Linked DNA regions of Canis lupus: region 1 is linked to region 2. The links are chromatin contacts, called in public Hi-C maps. All regions are on one chromosome and are shown on one strand. Each heading gives the region's core, a stretch centred on a gene start, on an enhancer-like site or on the middle of the called end of the contact. The rest is flanking DNA. Distances are from core to core; before and after follow the strand shown. Region 1 overlaps LOC119877533 (a long non-coding RNA gene). Region 2 has its middle 61 kb from the start of GPR12.

The links. Hi-C and Micro-C count contacts between places; a contact is called where the count stands out from the background.
Region 1: a Hi-C map of amygdala shows a contact between it and region 2, with 6 times the contacts expected there. The contact joins two enhancer-like sites. A contact is called at or near these places in 2 of 9 Hi-C or Micro-C datasets (amygdala and liver).

Annotation. Positions count from the first base shown.
Region 1 is chr25:13,063,046-13,065,801 of UU_Cfam_GSD_1.0, reverse strand. LOC119877533 (a long non-coding RNA gene) reads right to left here. Exons shown (of 3, transcript XR_005378438.1): 3 at 190-2,756. The region is part of intron 4 of LOC111092401 (a long non-coding RNA gene); the gene reads left to right. Among named protein-coding and RNA genes, the nearest start is that of WASF3, 57 kb to the right of the region's middle. Within about 2 kb of position 1,406, at least 2 of the 20 cell types and tissues checked have an H3K27ac peak or open chromatin away from gene starts, as enhancers often do.
Region 2 is chr25:12,862,769-12,865,706 of UU_Cfam_GSD_1.0, reverse strand. No RefSeq gene overlaps it. Among named protein-coding and RNA genes, the nearest start is that of GPR12, 61 kb to the right of the region's middle. Within about 2 kb of position 1,541, at least 7 of the 20 cell types and tissues checked have an H3K27ac peak or open chromatin away from gene starts, as enhancers often do.

The DNA.
Region 1 (2,756 bases), core at 157-2,656, 200 kb before region 2:
TGCATTGCTTCCTGGGATCATGATGGGTTACCAGTGATAGAGCAATTAGATTGCACTATTTAACACATGCTCGTCAAGCACAACCTGAGGGCTGCCCTTGAGGGAACCCGACAAGTGGCCCGCTTTCTGGAGCGTCTTCTGGATGTGGGCAGAGCAATTAACAAGCTTCCAGAAGTAAGAAAAGCCATAAAGAAAATTTAATGAGAAATGAAGGTAGAGGCTGAAGAGTGACAACATGACGACAGATGGCTGGGGATTTCAGCAAAGAAGGTGGCAGTCCCCTGCTCCAGATTTTTTTTAGTTCTAAAGATGGGGTTGAGTCTCTTCTTGCGGCAGGTGGTTTTATCTGGGCTCTGGGAGCCAGAGAAGGTCTGAGGCAGGAGGCCCAGAGGACTTTTCAAAGAACTTGCAATTTTGTGATTGTACAATTAATTCATCATCTATTTTTTCTTTTTCTATTGTTTGTTTTGTATACACAAGACTGCTGGAAACAAAAATTATTGGAAATTCCATTCAGAAGGAATTATTGGAATGGCATTAATGTGCCATATGCATGGTACCCATGTCCCCTTATGAGGCAGTGAGAGATGGAAATCCCATACAAACAAGCAGAAGTGGCCTCTGCCGTCTGTAATGATGGGCAAGCCTGGGAGGTGATGTGCCCCAGCAGGAGGGGAACTGGGACATGTTCTTCCCTCTCCTCTCACGGGGAGGCGAGGCAAAGCTGAACCTTTAAGAACAGGGAGACATATAAGGCCTCAGGAAGTCAAGAGGGGTGATCAGGCCGAAAAAGGCCCCGCCTTTCTTGGGCAAGTTTACTGTAAGTGTCATAACCATTCGGCCAAGTCCATGGAATAGTGAGTGCTGTTGGTCCTCCTGGGGCATTGCACCTGTGGACAGCTTGTCTAGGGACACCTGAGCTGGGCAGGAGTATGGTCCCAAAGCCCACTTTCAGATCCTTAGGTGGGGCCGCAAATCCAACCAAGGGTCTGTATGAGGGGCCCTAGTGGGTGAATTAGTCAAGATGTCATCTGCGTCATCGGGGGGCATCAGGAGCTGGCTCCCTCTGCATTCTTGCTTTATCTCCTCCTCGGGCAGGGGAGTCGGCACAGCTGGCCAGGCCGGTGCTGCCCGAAGGAGCTGGAGTGAAAGGTAGGCGTCCTCCGCCTCAGCTGGCGGGGCCTGGAGCCCGCAGGCAAAGACCAAGTGAGGTCCAGTGAGCTGAGCCCAAGACGCACGCCTGCAACAGGTGACGGGGCTGGGGTGGGCTTGTCCTACAGGCCCTGGGAGGAGGAAAGAAGATTGGGATGGTCCCATAAAGACCAGGGACAGCAGCTCCCAGTGAGAGGCTCTCAGGACTAACGGAGCTGCCTGGGGAAGGCTCCACCCGGGCTGGGGTGAGTGACTGGTTGGACTTGAGCAGGCAGCCTGGCACCGAGTCTTCAGGGGGGCTCCAGGGAGGAAGGGCACGGAGAGTGGGCAGAGGCAGGACCGGAACCTTCTCTACAGAGGCCAGTGTGGCTGGGTCTCTGCCTCCTCCTTCCCTTGCAGGCCCTTAGAGGGGGCCTCCAGGAGCGGGGCCTCTCCCGCTCCTTCCCTTTATGACCAGAAGCAAGTTGGGGTTGAGCCCAAAACAGCGCAGCTCTCCTTTCACTTCACTGTTCGCCTAGGCAAAGTCGGGAAGCCCTGCCGGCCTCTCTAGGGCTCTGGGAGCCGAGGGCAGGGATTCCTGCTGCATCTTTGACCTGCTTCACCTCCCCTGAAAGCACATCACCCTTGCCACATGGCATCATAATGGTCTTTTTGCAGTTGAGTCCTGTCGTATGGTCATAACTCAAGCGAATTCAACTGCAGGTGCTCAAAGAAAACTTTTAATAAAAAACAATGTGAAGTGTGTGATTTTTGCCAGTCGTTCCCACCACGTTACACATATGCCCCGGGGGTGTGAATCTGTGAATATTTGTATCCCAGTTCGGATCCTCTATTGCTGGGAGCATCTCACACACCAGTGTTTAAAGCTACGATACATATTTTTCATACAACATGACCTCAAAACACAAGCCAAGCCAAGTGCTTCCTCTGGTGCTCAGCCACGAAGCAGCCATCTGTTCCAGTGCTGCAGGGAAACTGGCTATGTTGTGTTTATTGAGAGGTTGCATTTCAGATGCCAACGTACCACCTCCCCGAGGGATCTTTTTTCCCCAAGAATAATTTTGATTGTGTTTGATTTTCTTCTTGATGTTGATGTGAGGATCTACCTAGCTGCTTCCGGAGATGCAACTCCATTCTGGCTTTCTTCCTTGCTAAGCTGGGAGCTCCCTGAAGGCTGGGCCATAGGTAATCCACGTGTCTATCCCCGAGTGCGTGCCTGGCACACAGTGGACAGGCTACCATGCGTAAACAAAGCAGCCCGAGGGCAGCCAAGGACGGGTTCCTGGGCAGCCTTGCCCGTTTCCCTGAGGGTGGGCAGATTGAGACTGCATGATGATTTGGCCGTGTGCCAGATCTGGGCGAAGGCGATGAACTCCTGTGTGTGCTGGGCTCACCTGCTGTACCTTCCAATATTTCTTTGCAGGCTCTGTCTTCGGTGGGTAAACCCAAACAGCTGACACACGGCACCCTCCGCCTCTGGTGAGGGGCTTGCAGTCCCTGGCACGCAGTAAGTCCTTTGTGCTTCTAGGCTTCCACACTCTCACTTCTCATTTGCTCATTAGACACTTGGTCTCAGGCTCTGATTGCTGGATCCTCCTTCTCTG
Region 2 (2,938 bases), core at 292-2,791:
CAGCCCGGTGGCTCAGTGGTTTAATGCTGCCTTCAGCCCAGGGCCTAATCCTAGAGACCTGGGATCGAGTCCCACGTCGGGCTCCCTGCATGGAGCCTGCTTCTCGCTCTGCCTGTGTCTCTGCCTCTCTCTGTGTGTCTCATGAATAAATAAATAAAATCTTTAAGAAAAAAAAAAAAAGAAACCACAGTGATTATGAAGCATATGAGAACTGAGATCCATTTTATAGGTGAGAAAACTGGACCCAAGTCATCTGCCCAAAGCTTCTAGAAGTATGGCTCAAAGCCAGGTCTTCCTGAAGCAACTCTGCACTCCTGTTTTGCCCCCCGCCCCCTGTTCCCAGGCCGCTGGGAGGAACTGCAGGAGGACCTGGTGGTGGCTGGCTGGTCGGCCTTCACCCCTGCTATGCCACAAAGCCGAGGGTGCTCTGCAACAGGGAAAGTGATGATGGGTCAGGACCCAAAGGGGCAACTGTGAGTGGGTGAGCTTGACACACGTGACCCCGTGGTCTTCTTATGGGAGGCTGCAGGGTAGCCCACGAGGCCTGCTGGGTCCCTCATTTGAGCTAAAAGCAAACCATGACCCTTCAGAGGCTGTGTACCCTGCCCTATCCCTGACCCCCACCCCATGGCCGAACCTGGCCCTGAATCTCAGGACTTGAGTTCAGCGTCCAAGATTGGGAAGGTGGACGCCTGCCTGACTCATTCATTTTTTTTATTTTACAAGTTCATGGGCAGTGGAATCATCCAGCCGTCCCAGCTGCACTGTCCAAATCCGGCTCTGTCCCCTGCTAGCCTTGAGGGGTGGTGGTGAGGGGGCAGGGAGCTTGCCCGGCATCAGCAGGGCCTGTCTGGGGGGGCGGGGGGGGGGGGCGCTCACAGCCTGTGCTTGGAGTGGTGCAGGGTGAGGAGAGGGCAAGTGGAGGTCGGGGAGAGAAGGGCCCGGGGTGTCAGGAAGCAGGCGGCTGTGTACAGCGGTCACCCAGGCCCGGGCCCCAGGCTCAGGATGTGGGTTCCTGAACGGGCGACAGGAGCAGGTGCAAGCAGAGAGGGTGTGCGCGCTGGGTGACCTGGGGCCTGCCCGCTGGGGCCCTCCCTGGGCAGGAGAGAGAGGGTCCGGGGCTCCGAGCCATCCCTGGAAGTGGCCAAGGGGCCCCCGGGGGCGCCTCTGCAGAGCCCCCGCTAATGTGCTGCGAAGGCCGGGCCTCCGGCCCCTGGGGCCCCCGCTCGGCGCCGGGCGCTGGGGCTCGGGGACGCCTCCTGGCCCGCAGGGGGCGAGAGGAAGGCGAGCGGGCCGCTGTCTGCCCTGGGGCGGGAGCCAAGGCCCGGGCTCCCGCGGCCCCGCGGCCCCGCGCCTCCCTGCGCTTCGGCGAGGAGACGCCGCCCCCCAGCGGCCACGCGGAGCGCGCCCCGGAGACCGCCTGCGCCGCGTCCTCCGCGCTCCGCCCCGCGCGTAGTCCTTCCCCGGCCCTCGGGACCCGGGTGCGCTGTCCCCGCGCCGGCGCCGCAGTGAGTGGGTGCGAAGCCGCAGAAGGGCCGAGCGGGCGTCGGCAGGCGGCGGTGGAGCCCGTGCGCCCCTGGACTGTGTCCGCCGCCGGTTGGGTTTTCCCGAAATGTGACGACAGCATTTCTTTCTTTCTTGTGTTTAATATTTTATTTATTCATGATAGACATAGAGACAGAGAGAGAGAGAGAGAGAGAGAGGCAGAGACACAGGAGGAGGGAGAAGCAGGCTCCACGCCCGGAGCCCGACGCGGGCCTCGATCCCGGGACTCCGGGATCACGCCCTGGGCCAAAGGCAGGCGCCGACCGGACCGCTGCGCCACGCAGGGATCCCCGACAACAGCGTTTCTGCGCCGTCTTCTCTTCCAGAGCCTTGCCACCCCGCGCCCGCCAAGAGCGCCCCGCTGCTCCCCTCCCCTCGAAGCCGCGTGGCATTGGGGGAGGCCTGGTGCTCGCCTGACTTCTAAGGCTAAAGGGCAAAGAGGATTGGGGCCGCCCGAATGTCCTTCTGGAGCTCAGCCACCGCCGCGCGAGGAAGCCCAGGCTGCCTGCGGGGGCCCCAGGCCAGGGGCTGCTCCCAGCCAAGGGACCCCAGGCACCAGCCAGGGCTCGCAGGCCCTGTGGGTGGGCAAGACTCGGTCAGGGGACTCGGCCCCCGACCTGAGGGTCACGGCCGACGGCCCGGGGAGCAGACACCGGGGCCCTCACCGAGTCCTGCCCACACAAAACCGCACCAGACCAATGTCATGGTTTTAGGTCACTTGGATTTGGGGTAACCTGTTATGGAGGCAGATAGGTTGCAGTCAGTGTGACGGGCATCGATTCCATGTGCTTTGTTTGCGCATGTGCTAAATGATAGGTTCACCACGGAATTATTTGAAATCACAAAAGGTTGGAAATATCCTACTATTCTCTCAACAGAATACTTGTTAAGTTATAACAGATGCACCATGGAGGACCCTGCAACCGTCCTAAGAATGAGGATGTTTTAAATGAATTGATATGACCTTCAGGAAACATTAAAGTGAAAAAACAAGGAGCAGAGAAATGTGCATATGTGCTGTTCACTAGATAAAAAGAGGAATAAAGAACACATTATTTACATGCGCATAAAATGCTTTTGAAAGGATCCACAAGAAAGTGAGGGCATTATCTAGGAGAGGGCACCCGGTGGAGGTAGAAGGGAGAGCTTTCCTGCTTACTCTTTTAGTACCTGTAAATTTTGTAATCAAGTGAAAGTTCAGGTCTAAAAAATTGTATAGTTTTCTAATTTTTTAAAAATGTATAAAGCCTTTTTGATATGCTACACATAGTAATATGCAGACAAAAGGCATAGCTCCTGCTCACCATCATCACATTTATACTATTGCCTTGCTAGCAAGGCAAAATAATATAAAACATGGAGGGTAAAGAGTGAAACTTCTAGAATCAGGCTG